Regions from separate parts of the Mus musculus genome. Here region 1 is linked to region 2. The links are chromatin contacts, called in public promoter capture Hi-C maps. All regions are on one chromosome and are shown on one strand. The core of a region is the stretch at or near the end of the contact, and the rest is flanking DNA. Distances in the headings are between cores, read along the strand shown.

Evidence for each region. Capture Hi-C pulls out chosen DNA fragments and counts their contacts.
Region 1: a promoter capture Hi-C map of liver shows a contact between it and region 2. The contact joins the promoter of Sost here to the promoter of Ppy in region 2. A contact is called at or near these places in 7 of 39 promoter capture datasets (the 3T3-L1 cell line, cranial neural crest, embryonic stem cells and 3 more), 1 of 484 Hi-C or Micro-C datasets (forebrain), 2 of 115 datasets of contacts at active chromatin or transcription factors (embryonic stem cells and pancreatic cancer cells) and 2 of 9 other capture datasets (liver and pancreatic islet).

What each region holds. Positions count from the first base shown.
Region 1 is chr11:101,962,754-101,969,315 of GRCm38.p6, forward strand. It overlaps Sost (sclerostin), which reads right to left and starts at 4,262. Exons shown (of 2, transcript NM_024449.6): 1 at 4,007-4,262; 2 at 1-1,514. The coding sequence starts at 4,220. The coding sequence ends at 1,093.
Region 2 is chr11:102,098,147-102,104,501 of GRCm38.p6, forward strand. It overlaps Ppy (pancreatic polypeptide), which reads right to left and starts at 3,173. Exons shown (of 4, transcript NM_008918.2): 1 at 3,120-3,173; 2 at 2,375-2,565; 3 at 2,020-2,137; 4 at 1,785-1,920. The coding sequence starts at 2,565. The coding sequence ends at 2,026.

The DNA.
Region 1 (6,562 bases), core at 3,012-5,511, 130 kb before region 2:
CTCCCCTTTTAACAATTAAAATCTACACAGAAAGTAAGAGGTGTCTGGAAATGATTTACAAAAAGATTGTGGGTGGTGCTGTGGCGCCTGACAGCTTCTCAGCATATGTATAACACTTGCGCCCTCCGCCCCCCCCCCCGTATTATTCTTTTTAATGTAAGATATGCTGTCTCAGAGGACAGCACGACGACGCTCTGTTTCTAGACAGAAATGTGTCCGTGGGTGGCAGGCAGGAGGTGGTGTCCTGGCAAGGGACAAGGATGGGAGGTGACTGGCAAGCCCAGTTTCCTCCAACGACCTTAAACTGTTGTGTAGAAAATCCCTTTACAATATGACAAGGCAGTTGGGGGCGGGACACTGCTCTTCGGGGGGCCAGGAGTGTGATTTCTGGCCCTTCCACCATCTCTCGGACCCTGGCCTTCCCTATCCCAGATATGGATTTGAAGGCAGATTTGAGAGGAAGGAGTGGGGGAAGCCAAACCTCTGAGGCGGCGAGGCTGGGAGCCAACAAACAGCTTCTTCTAGGCGGTTGCCCACCACAATCTCTCCCCTAACCCCTCCCCTGTTCTCCTCTCTCTCACCAGTCTACACGGGGTACCCCAATCCTTGGAATCTCAGCAGAGTTCCGGTCCCTATTTTACAAAGAAGACCGTACCAAAAGAGAACCACGTAGCCCAACATCACACTCAGTGGCCAGGTCAGGGTCAGAAACCCTATCTAGCCCACGCAGGCTTTACATTTGGGTGGAAGGAGTAGATCTTACTGTACGTCCATAACCAGTCCCAGGTCTTTCGTTCCACACTCCCTTCCCTTTAAGGTGGAAACACTGCCTTGTCCTGTATAGGTCCGGCGAGGGTAGAAAGACCCCCATCCCACCCGGGGCTAGGCAGAGTCTGGGACTCAAGCTTCCTCTCCTGGCCCGCGGGAACCCCACCCCCTCCCCATCCCCCGCAGCGGGCAGAAGGACCTGCGGTCTCTACTGGGCTGGGAACTCCACACGGTCTGGAAAGTTTGGCACCCCTGGCCTGGGCTGCAGGCTTTACACTGAAAACGAATCGGATCGCGCGGGGGCTGCATAGGCGCGGGCTCGCTCTAGTAGGCGTTCTCCAGCTCCGCCTGGTTGGCTTTGGCTCCCCGGGCGCCGGGCCGCGGCTTGCGACCCTTCTGCGGCCGCGCGGTCTCCGGCCCGAAGTCCTTGAGCTCCGACTGGTTGTGGAAGCGGGTGAGGCGCTTGCACTTGCACGAGGCCACCAGACGCACCTTGCGCGAGCGCGGCGCCGCGCCCCCGGGGCACAGCAGCTGCACCCGCTGCGCGCGGTAGCGATCCGGGATGCAGCGGAAATCCGGTCCGTTCGGGCGCCACCACTTCACGCGCCCGATGGCGTTGGGCAGCAGCCGCGCGGGGCCGCACTGGCCGGAGCACACCAACTCGGTGACCGGCTTGGCGCTGCGGCATGGGCCGTCTGTCAGGAAGCGGGTGTAGTGCAGCTCGCGGCAGCTGTACTCGGACACATCTGCGGAGAGAGGGATGCGTGAGGGGCTGCAGCCTAGGCCAGACTGGTCTGCTCCTTCCACCCTTCTCTCTTTTTCCAAACCTGCCCTGCGCTTTCGAATCTGTATGGATTATAGGAAGGAGGCACCGGGGAGCAGTGAGATCCCACCCTGGCTTCTCTCTCCCTGTCCTTGGAACCCAGGGATGAAACACTGGAGCTCTGTCACTTACTTTCTTTGTGATCTGTGGGCAGGGTACTTAAAGTTGCTTTTCCCCACATCTGTAAAATAGGTTGCCCCAGGATTCAACGACTTCATCCACTATTACATCGGGCACTACGTGGCACAGAATCAGAATTGGCAGCTTTTGAGATTGGGTTTTTATGTAGCCCAGGCTGGCCTCAAACTGGCTGTGTAGTTAAGGATGGATGGTCTTGAACTTCTCAGCGCCCATCTCCACTTCTCCGGTACTAGGGATCCCACCCAAGGCTTTGTGCCTACTAACCAAACACTCTTCCAGTTTAGCTCCTCATCCCCAGCCCTGCCTGGTAGCCTCTAGCCACACCTGGCTCTGGTCCTTCCTAAGCTCCTTTACCAGCCACTGGGACAGGGGCGGTATCCCAGGAGATGGAGAAAGGAGTGGAGGTTAATTGAAGGTAATAAATCAGGACAGCTGCTGTGGAGGAGCGGGGTAGAAGGGCAGGTGGTAGGGATAAGAATTCATTAGACTTGAAAGCGACCAAAGGCGGCGCGTCCAACCCCCTCATTATCACAGGTCCAGGCTGAGAAAAGAACTTGCCCCAAAGGCAGGGCTGGGCTGCTTGCGGGGGGGGGGCGGGGGGGGCTACCTAGGATGCCAGGGCTCTCTGGCTCCCGCAAGGGTGAAAGTGATCTGTTATAGGACCCCAGGTGGGGGCGGGGCGGTGGCGAGTAGAGGGCCTTTCGCTCTTCACTCGCGACTTGGGTCGGAGTTCTGACCCAAAACCTATAGCTTTTGCTACCACAAGCATTTGTTTAGCACCTGCTGTATACCAGACTCTCTTGTTCTGTGTACCTTGAGCTGGTTACTCAAGGGTGGCTGGATCTGACTTAGAGTCTGTTCTCCGGGGAAGGAGATTGGGTTGGATGCCCAGCCATATCTTCTAGGTCTGATGCCTGCCCTCCTCTCTTGGACATGCTCTATCTCCTACCATGAGCTTAGATGGATGGGAGGCTTTTAACTAATCCATGTGTGGGTCCTGTCTACCTCCAAAAGTTCCATGGTGTCAGGATCAATATGACATAAAAGGAAAAAAAAAATCCCAGTACCAAAGCCAGAGGGGCAGAGGCCAGGATGCACCTTCACGGGGGGGGGGGGGGCACAACAGGGGGGAGGTGTAGGCCTTGCCACCCTTCTGTGGCTGGCTTAATTTACTCACCCCTGCAGAGGTGGTATGTGGGGGAGGCCTGTTTGCCCAGGGAAGGACTAGTTTTGGGGCTTTCCAAGAATAGTGCCCTTAGGTCAAGCACTTCCTCTGCAAAAACGTGACTGCATTGCATGCTCCTTTGGGGTGGCCCTTTCCTCCACATCCCTTACTGGCTAGGAGACAGGAGGGACAGCATGTGGTGGCAAGCTGGAAAATGAGCTCTCCTCCCACACAAATGGTGACCAGCAAGGTCATTTCTCTGGAGTGTCCCTCCAGCTGCCACCCCACCCCATTCATTGCTGCTAGTTCCGTGCGTGATACCCCCACCCCCACCCCAGGCATCTCTCTGTGCTGGCTCTGCCTCCACAGTTTCTGCTGTCCTCAGGAATGAGGCAAAGCTGGGGTCAGGGTGCAAGCTCAGGGCAAGTGGTGCCACCTGTGCTCATACAGGGGACATTTCACTCAGCTGCCCCTCATGTCACATGCCACCTACAAACCCTGTTCTTTTAATGCTAACCCTCTGGGCTCATTGAGCAGACCCTGGGCAAGGGGGAACTAAAGGGATTCCTCCTGGCTTCAGGTTCCCACCCAAACCCAATCTAGGGTTGCCTTGCATCTGGATCAAACCAGCTTCCAGTCTCAGCTCTTCTTACTCCCAGGTGACTTTATCTCAGGAGCCTCTCGGTTTCTCCATCTTCAAGCTGGGGCCTTCTTTACCTCATGTGGTGGTCATGTGGGATATAGTACAGCCATGGATGGCATCTGGCATCCAGCCTCACCATATCACTTCCCCACTGGTCAGCAGCTAGATCTGACCTGTGTCCTCATCCTTAGGAGGAGATTCTCTGGACCATCATACAAGCCCATGCCCGTGTTAATGCCAGCTTCGGCTGACCTCAGCCTCCACCCTGCCTTGGGTGCTCTCTACCAGCCCCCCAATGCTGCCCTCCAGGTTCTAATGCTGTGCTAGTATTCTTCCAGGCAAATGTGTCCCTGCCCTGATGTAGCAGAGGCTAGCCACCCACACAAACCTCTGAAGAAGATGCTAAAACCACCCCAGTCACCTCCCAGGACCCCCCCCCCCACTAATGTGCTTCTTCATCCCGTACCTTTGGCGTCATAGGGATGGTGGGGAGGTCTGCCTCCATTCTCCGCCCGGTTCATGGTCTGGTTGTTCTCAGGAGGAGGCTCGGGGTACTCTCCAAGCCCTGGGATGACCTCTGTGGCATCATTCCTGAAGGCTTGCCACCCCTGGCCCTCCACAGCACAGAAGGCAGCGTGCACAAGTAGGCAGATGAGGCACGGGGCTAGTGAGGGCTGCATGCTGCCAGGTGGAGGAGGGCACTCGGTAGCACAGGCTCCAGTGTCCAGCCTAGATACGGTTGCCTTTTTAAAGCCCCCTCTGCCTCATGCCAGCCAATAAGGACGGGCTGGAGCAGGGCTGGTCCCATGTTTCCTCACCCTCCTCCTCACGGGGGTGGGGTGGGGGGGGTGGAGAAGGGGTGTGCTTAGCGTCAGCCCTCCCAAGACTTCTCAAGCTCAGTAAACTTCCAAATTGCTGCTGGCACCTCCCAGGTGACCCGAGGAGTGTGTGTTGGGGGGGGGGGCGTTGGTGAGGCAGGGACACAGCCAGCTCTCCCAGTACCTCCCACGGGCAGGGCAGTCAGGCTGTGGTTTTCAGATATCAAAATGAGCTTGGCTTTTAATTGTCTGGCTCCCTGGGCCCCTCAGGCATTCTCAAAACAAACTGTGGGCCAGCTTAACAAAGGAAACAAGTGGGGCTTCTACAGAAGGCGGAATCCAGCTTGACCAAATTCCTCTAGCCAAGGTCATTTGTTACCCCTGCCAGCTAATGGTCTTAGTTAAAGGTGTTTGCTCCCCCCACCCACCCAGAGGCAGAAGGATGCCTTTTTGGGGGGTTGGGGGCAGATTCTGGGGACTCTAACCTAGGGTCTCACGCTTGCTGTGCAAGCACCCTACTATTGAAGTATGACCCAGCCCTGGGAAGGATGCCTTTAAAGGAATCCCATTGACCCCAGCTCCACATTGCTCAGCACCTACAATTCTGACCAAGGAGATCTCTCTTGAATTTCTCTTCAAAACCAGTGGGAGAGGCAACCACCAGGCAAGAGGGACCTGGGCTCCATTACATGTGATTCTTAGCCAGGGAACTCATGGTGACTTATAGGCTGGTGTGCCAAAGGCAGTTCCTTCCCTGGCCAGGCTTCTTGCGGCCAACACAGAATTTCATTTCTTAGCAAAAAATCATTTCCCTCATTATTTCTTAGCTTATTACATTACCCCCCCCCCCGTGTGTCTGTGTGGGTGCATGGGAGACCTGAGGAGGTGTCTTTCTCAGTCATTCTCCCAAGTTATTCCCTGAGACAGGATCTCTGACTGAGACATTTAGGTTAGGCTGGCTAGCTGGCCAGTAAGCCCCCAGAATCCACCTGCCTTTCCCCTCAACTCTGAGGTTAGAAGGTTATTTTTCCACATGGTTGCTGGGGATTCGAACTCATGTCTTCATGCTTGTACAGCAAGCACTCTTACCATATCATCTCCCCAGCCTCTTATGGTATCACAAACAGCTCTGGGTCCTAGATGTAAGATCCAAGGGATGGATATATATATATAAATCAGAAAGCCATCTCAGGTCTATCTAAGCACAAAGAAATCCAATGCTCAGCCTGCAGTAGCAGGAGGGCCATGCCACAGGGAGAAGGAGAGGAGGGAGGGTTCACACCTGAGGTGCAAAAGGAGGAGGGGCTGGCGGAAGCTGCACTGAGACAGAAGGTTGGAGGACTCCCCAGCCCTGGAGGAAGACTGGGAAGGAGGCTGTGGTCCGCCTAGCCCGCTGTGGTATGCTAACTGGGTAATGAATCAGTGTCGTCCACCTGCAGAGCTTCTGCAAGGCTCTGCCACCTGCCTCGACTTGTAAGTGGCCGGTCCATCTGTGGCGATCTGCCTGGGTCCTCCTTTTCATCTTCTGTCACCCACACATCAATGCAGCTGCTCTGACAGCTTTACAAGGCAGACAGAAGTCCCCTCAGGAAGGGGACTCTGATACCTGCTTCCTAAGTCAGTTTCCTTCGGGGCAGACAAAACCAGCTGTGGCCATTGTTGGGGGTGATCTATCTCTCCTACCAGAGCTGTGAAGTTGTTAGAAGCTGGCCCTTTTGTCTGTGACCTCCAGTCTCCTTTTCCCCTGCTCTGGAATGTGGACTGTTAACCCTGTCTGGGCCAGAAAGCTTTCCTATTGCTCCAGACTTGGGAGAGGGCAGCTCCTGGGCCCGGGATTCTGTGAGCACCATAATGGTTCTCACAGCACCACCTGCTGATGGGAGATTATGCTGGCCACCTTAATGATGCGATCTGTCCTTGGAACACTTCCGCCACCTGCTGGACGTAACAGGAAAAATCAAGCGAGCAGAGAGTGGCCAGGCTCTAGATTTTGTTTATTTGTTATTTTATCTGTAATTGAAGTAGTGTCAACAAGAAAAAGGGTATACAGAGAAACTGAGCTTACCAGCCTATCTCTCTGGACCCTCCTCGGCCCATGGGTAGCCCTGCCTTTTCACAGGATGGCTCGTGGTGCCTGCCGTCGTGCCTGCCTTCTGTTTGGGGGCCTGGTTTGCTCGGTTTGGCTTTTTTTTTTTTTTTTTTTT
Region 2 (6,355 bases), core at 1,923-4,422:
GGCAAATAGATCTCAGCCTAGGTTTTTCCCTGCATCTCTCTGCAACCTACTCACCCACTTTCCACCACCTCACCCTGCATCTACTGCTTCCAAGGTGACCAGATGTGACTTGGAGAAAGAAGATGAAAGAGTTGGTCCTAGAAACTTCAAAATCGGGGCTTCAGCCAGACCTGCTCCCTGCCAAAGTTCATGGAAGAGCAGATCCGGCTGGAATCACAGTCTAGCCTGTGAAAGTGGCAGAAAATCAAACACAGGGGAGTAGAGCGGGGGTGGGGTGGGGTCATTCCTCCTACCTCAGGTTCACAGATCCCAGGAAGTGGGGAGACCTGATGGAGTCTGTTCCTGAAGTCCGGTCATCAAGGACACAGCACACACACCTTCCTATCACCCAGCCATCAAACCCAGGTGTGTGTGGAACAGGTTCCTAGTTCCTGCCTCTATGGGTGTTGAACTTTCCCCATTGGAACCCATCTTAAACTGAAGCGATGGCTCAGGGATTACGAGAGCTGGCTGCTCTTCCAGAGAATCCAGAAATTCCAAGCACCTACATAGGGACTTACAACCATCTGTAACTCTAGCTCCAGGAGATCTGAAACCCTCTTCTGGCTTCTGAAGGCACCAGGCAGACATGTTGTGCAGGCAAAACACCCATACATATAAAATACCAATAGAAACCATCACCTAAGCTACCAGGGAAGGCTTTGGGACACCAGGCTCCAGTACTAGGGTTCAATTCATTCTCTTGCCGAAACCTCCCACATCCCCTAACTATCTGCATACCCCTTGGACTTAAAGAATCAACTTGAGCCAAGTGTTTACCGTATAGCTGCGTCTTGTATAAGACTTTGGGGCAGGTTCTGACATCTGATCATTCACACTCAACATATAGGAGCACAACTGCAAAGTCATTGTCATCAAGGCTAAATGCTGAGCCCAGCATCAGCCTTACCAACCCCTGCTCTCCAGGCCCAGCCTGTGGCAGAGATGGGAGAAGCCATTCAGGGAATGTCTCATGTCTTACCGCCCTCTGACTATCCCTATCCACCAAAGCTCCCAGAAAGGGAAGCCCAGCTCACTCTCTTTCACTTTACATACACACACACACACACACACACACACACACACACACACACACACGGCATCTCCACCTACTCAGCATGCCTGGTATGGGTAAATAGTCTACAGGGATTCCTCAGGTAGTACCTGGGTCTTCCCTCCCTGTCCCAAGAACCACAGATTGACACATGGAGGCCGCCAGAACTCTTGGCTAAACATCTCCTCCCTGGTGGTCACATTTCCCTACAGCAGTAGTTAAATTTCATTCTTGGTCCAGCAGTCCACTACCTCCCAGATCAGTCCATTCTCTCCAGAGCTCCAGAGAGCAGTTCTGAGACCACCCTACACAGCACACAATTGGCCGCCAGCACTAATCCTCTGAGTTCTTGCCCTTGCCCTGCCACTTTAGGATAAATGACTCCTCTCCCACCGCCCAGGTTACAGGAGCCGTCTTGAGGGTACATTTGGGAACAGGGCTGGCCTCGGGGGAGGAGCTAGATGGTTTAGGGGTGCTGGGATGGGAAGATTAAGCTTAGAACTGTGACATCACAGACCTTTCTGGAAAGGAATCTCACTTCTCTCTAGACCACAGCTTCCTTCTGTGAAAGGAATGAGCTGAGCCCCTATATACACTCAGGATTATCTCCTACCCCCAGGCCCCTGCCTCCCTGACTGTGAACTTTACCTGCTTCTGCCTCTATGGGTGCACACACACTCACACACGGGCTATGATTTTAATTTGCTTTATTTAGTTTGCAAGGGAGCAGGTTGTTGCAAGACTGCAGAGGAAAGAGCTGGACCTGTACTCTCCTACAGCCACGGGCTGAAGACAAGAGAGGCTGCAAGTCCATTGGGCAGAGCTCCCTGTAATGAAAGAAGGGAATCATGAGGAAGGACAGTCCTTGTACCCCAAGACCTTGTTTTCCCTTACTCCGCCTCCTCTGGATCCCCCCCTTTCCACACCTGCCTTCAGCTCCAGGGCGCAGAGCAGGGAATCAAGCCAACTGGGGGGCTGGTGCAGGGGGAGAGCTGCACTCCAGGAAGTCCACCTGTGTTCTCCTCCTCGGCTCTCTTCCCATACCTGGGAAGGAAGACAGCTGGGATAAGTATAGTTCTCACTGTCAGTCACCTGCTTTGTATCCCCCACGTAGACGCTTTCCTGCCCACGGCCCATGGATCCAAGCCACTCAGAAGTATTTTTTTCTCAGAGCAGGCATTGAAGAGACTAGGGTTAAAGAGCTCTCTCTCTCTCTCTCTCTCTCTCTCTCTCTCACACACACACACACACACACACACACACACACACACACCACCCTACCTAGGCCTGGTCAGTGTGTTGATGTATCTGCGGAGCTGAGTTTCATATTGTGCCATCTGCTCAGGTGTCGCATAGTCGCCTGGGTACATTGGCTCCAGGGGGGCTCCCCAGGTCCCCTGCAGGGGCTGCAGCAGCAGAGCCACCCAAGTGGATACGAGAAACAGGGAGAGGCAGCAGTATGCGACGGCCATCTAATGAACAAGGAATCGTGGAAGCAGAACACAGCCCATCAGCAGATCCTCCTGTGTCCAAGACCTACCTGCCCAGCCACCACCTACCACACATTTCTTCAAGCCAAGCCTGGGGACAAGGGCAGACCCAGGAGCCACCAGCATCAACCACCTTCCTTCCCTAGAAAACAGGACACCTCCACATACACACCCCTCAAGCCAGCAGCCAGAGTACCCAAGCCTTGGCAACATAAAAAAACAGCAGAAGAACTAGGTATGAAGGCTGGATACACAGGACTTAGGACACTGATGGCTCTGAGGAGGCAGGAGTAGCCAGAGCTGGTGGGAACCACAGGGTGGGGGACACAGAATTAACTTGTAAAGCAAAGGGACAGAAGTCTATGACACGGTGGGTCCTGCTTTCCACTGACAGGTTTGTCCAGATGCAGAGAAAGACCCAAGGAGGACTTTAGGTCCCTTGAGGGATCCAGCCCTACGAAGCACCAATTCCGACCCTCCATCACCAGCCTCAACCCAAGGAGTCCCCAGAGGCAGGACAGAGTGAGCTCACTTACCCTGTGTGCTGAGCTAGTGAGTGTTGGGCCCAGACACCTACCTCCTGCTGGACTGTCTCCCTGTTCATGGCTGTGCCCCTTTATAGTCCTCAGCACCCCCAGAGTCCCCGCCTCCTGTCAGCCTTTCTTGCTGCCAGCCTTTAACCACCACCACCCCCCTTTTGCTCTCTGCCTGGTTTCTGAAACACGGGCACTGTGGCCAGAAACAGGAAAGCACCAGGTCAGCATTCTAGATGTCGGAGGAGCACAGAAGAAAAAACTGGACCATGACAAGGTCTCATGGGGGTCCGTATCCAGCTTTGGACACCAGAAGAGGTTTGATTCATAAATGACAGGATCCTGACATGGTAACCCAAAGGTTCTAGCCACTAGCCTCAGCATGGCCTCCCCAGAGACAACCCCAGTCGCCAATAGGCTTTCCTTGGGGTCTGGATAGAAGCTGAAGCTAGGCTTTACCCCTACCATGAGGGATGGAATTCGGGCCTTCAATCCAGCTAGATCAAGGAAGGGACAGAGATGTCTCACATCCTAAAGCCACTTGGAAGGGAGTGGAGAAAGCCATTTGATGCGTGTATCGAATGCCAGCTTAGGTCCTGTGGGCCAGGGTTCAGAGGCCACAGGGTTCGTGGGGAAGGGACAGTTCCTGGCAGCTGTTTCCTTTCCCAGCACAGAGCTCTGTCCCAGGGGAGTGCTAAAAACCAGCATCACTTATAAGCTTCAAGTTGCCCCCCAAAAAATGCCATGCTGTCGTCCCACTGAACCCCTACAAGGGAACCTATTTAACAGACAAAAAGTGGGGAGACTACCAGAGGAGGGAACGCTTGTCCAAGACTCAGGGTCAGCCTTCACTTCCTCCCCTGAGAGATTCTTCTGGTGCCACTGCGTGACAGGAGAAGCCACTTGTCCCTTTCATGTTCAGTGTCCTTTTCCCAGACAGACCTCCACCCTGCTCAAGCCAAGAGCAGTCACTGGCTCTGTTTATTTTGACCCCTGTGAAGGGAGCAAGGGCCTCTCTCTCTCCCGATGTTCTGCTCTCAGGACAGAACAAGAATCATCACCGCGGGCTCTGGGAACGCAGGAAGTGAGAGGGGAGAAGGTGACAGCAGGCATCTGTCCTGATAAGGTTAGAGGTCAGATAGGCCTAGCTCCAATTGAAGTCCGCGTCACTGCCCTCCTGTTGGGAGCATGATCCAATTAGAGCTCCTAGGGTTCGATTTCTTACTCTGTAAGGTGGGCTCATTGCATCCATCCCCAGACTTGAAGAATCAAAGAGCCTTTTCCTCTCGGCTCTCATTTAAGGTAGCAAGAAGAGCACCAGCCGCTCAAAGTAAGTAGAGTTCATTTCTCAGCGATCCTGGCCCCTTCTCTGGGCTCAGGTTTCCCACTATGCAAAACCAGTGGCTAGTTCCGACTCGAGCCTCATGGCTGCCACCAGGGGGCGCCTGGCTCCGGCGCCGGTTTTAAGGATCCGGGTTTCCAGGGGCTCTAAACCTTGTGTTCTGGATTTTACTCCAGGTAAAAAGACTGTATCCGGGGAATGAGTCTGGTGTGGGAACTATTTACAGTTTGTCACGCAAGTCAACCAGCTTTGCTTGGTCCCAAGAAATCACAGCTGCTCTTCAAATGTCAACCCAATAGATCGAAATGACAGATTCCAGGGTCTCTGCAGGGGTAGTAGTGACAATCCAGGAGGAAGTAGTGCCTGTGCCTTCTAAATATTATGGTCACATCTGGAACACAGAGATAGCTCCTGATAGCCTTTGTGGGCTCCTGAAGTGCTTGCATAGAGCTTCCAGGAAGACACACGTGCTCACCTGCAGATAAACCAAGTCACTAGTGGCTCCTTAGTAGCCACGTGCTCTCTGGACAAGGAAGATAGCTACCGGCCAATGTGATAATGGGGTTAGGAGAACAGTCCAGAAACACGAGGGTGAATGAAGTAGGTGAAGGAAGGAAGGAAGGAAGGAAGGAAGGAAGGAAGGAAGGATGGAAGAAAGGAAGTGCAGAGACCCCAAATACAACCTACACGACAGGCATTTGGCTAGCATCCTGTGCTCTGTCATACCCTTTCCTGGCTCTCTTACCTCAGCCCCTGCTGCTCTTAGAGCACAGGCCAAGAAAGAGTCATTCAGGGCACACGGGGTTTTGTTTGATTCTGTTCAGTAGTGTGTATGGTGTTGGGGGTGGTGAGTATGTGAGGGGCCTGGGGGTGGATATGGGTACAAGTATGTGTAGGTGCATATACATATAGGTGTGTGTGAGAGAGGGTTTGTGTATATGTGGGTGTATGCCCATGTCCTCACCTCAGGTGGTGTTTCTCAAACACCATCCACCTTGTTTTCTGAGTCAGGGTCTCTCACGGGGACCTGGGACTCACGCCGAGGCTGAACGGACCGGCCAGGGAGCTGCAGGGATCCACCTGTCTCACTGCTCTTATGCTGGAATCATACTTATGTACCACTAGGACTGCCTTCCTCCATGAGTGCTGTGGATTCGGGGTCCTTACGCTGGTGGGAAGTACTTTACCAACTGAATTATCTCTCCAGGCCTCTGCTTTATAATTTTTTTTAATATTTATTTATTTATTTTATGCATATGAGCACACTGTGGTTCTTTTCAGACACACCAGAAGAGGGCGTCGGAAGCTGGACGTAGTGGCTCACGCCTCTAATCCCAGCACTGGGGAGGCAGAGGCAGGTGGATTTCTGAGTTCGAGGCCAGCCTGGTCTACAGAGTGAGTTCCAGGACAGCCAGGGCTATACAGAGAAACCCTGTCTCGAAGAAAAAAAAACAAAAGAGCGCATCGCATCGGATCCCTTTACAGATGGTTGGGAGCCACCATGTGGTTGCTGGGAATTGAACTTAGGACCTCTGGAAGAACAGTCAGTGCTTTTAACCGCTGAGCCATCTCTTCGGTGCTCTGCTTTGTAATTTTTGAGGTGCATATCACTATGTAACCCAGGATAGTCTTGAAAGTTGTGATCCTCTTGCCTCAGCCTCCCAAATGTGTCATTGTGCCCAACTTGTACATATGTCTCAGGGACATCAGGAGGGGATGAGGAAGGGGGGGTTCTTCAAAGAGCTCAAAGGCAAAGAAGGCTCAGCCAGCCTTTTATTTACTACTTTTGTAAAGATGAGGTCACTAAAATAGGGAGGAGGCAGGTATAGCCATCCTTCTCCTAGGACTGTACTTCAGATCCTTCCTCAAAAGATCCCTCATAGGTATCGCTTTGGGC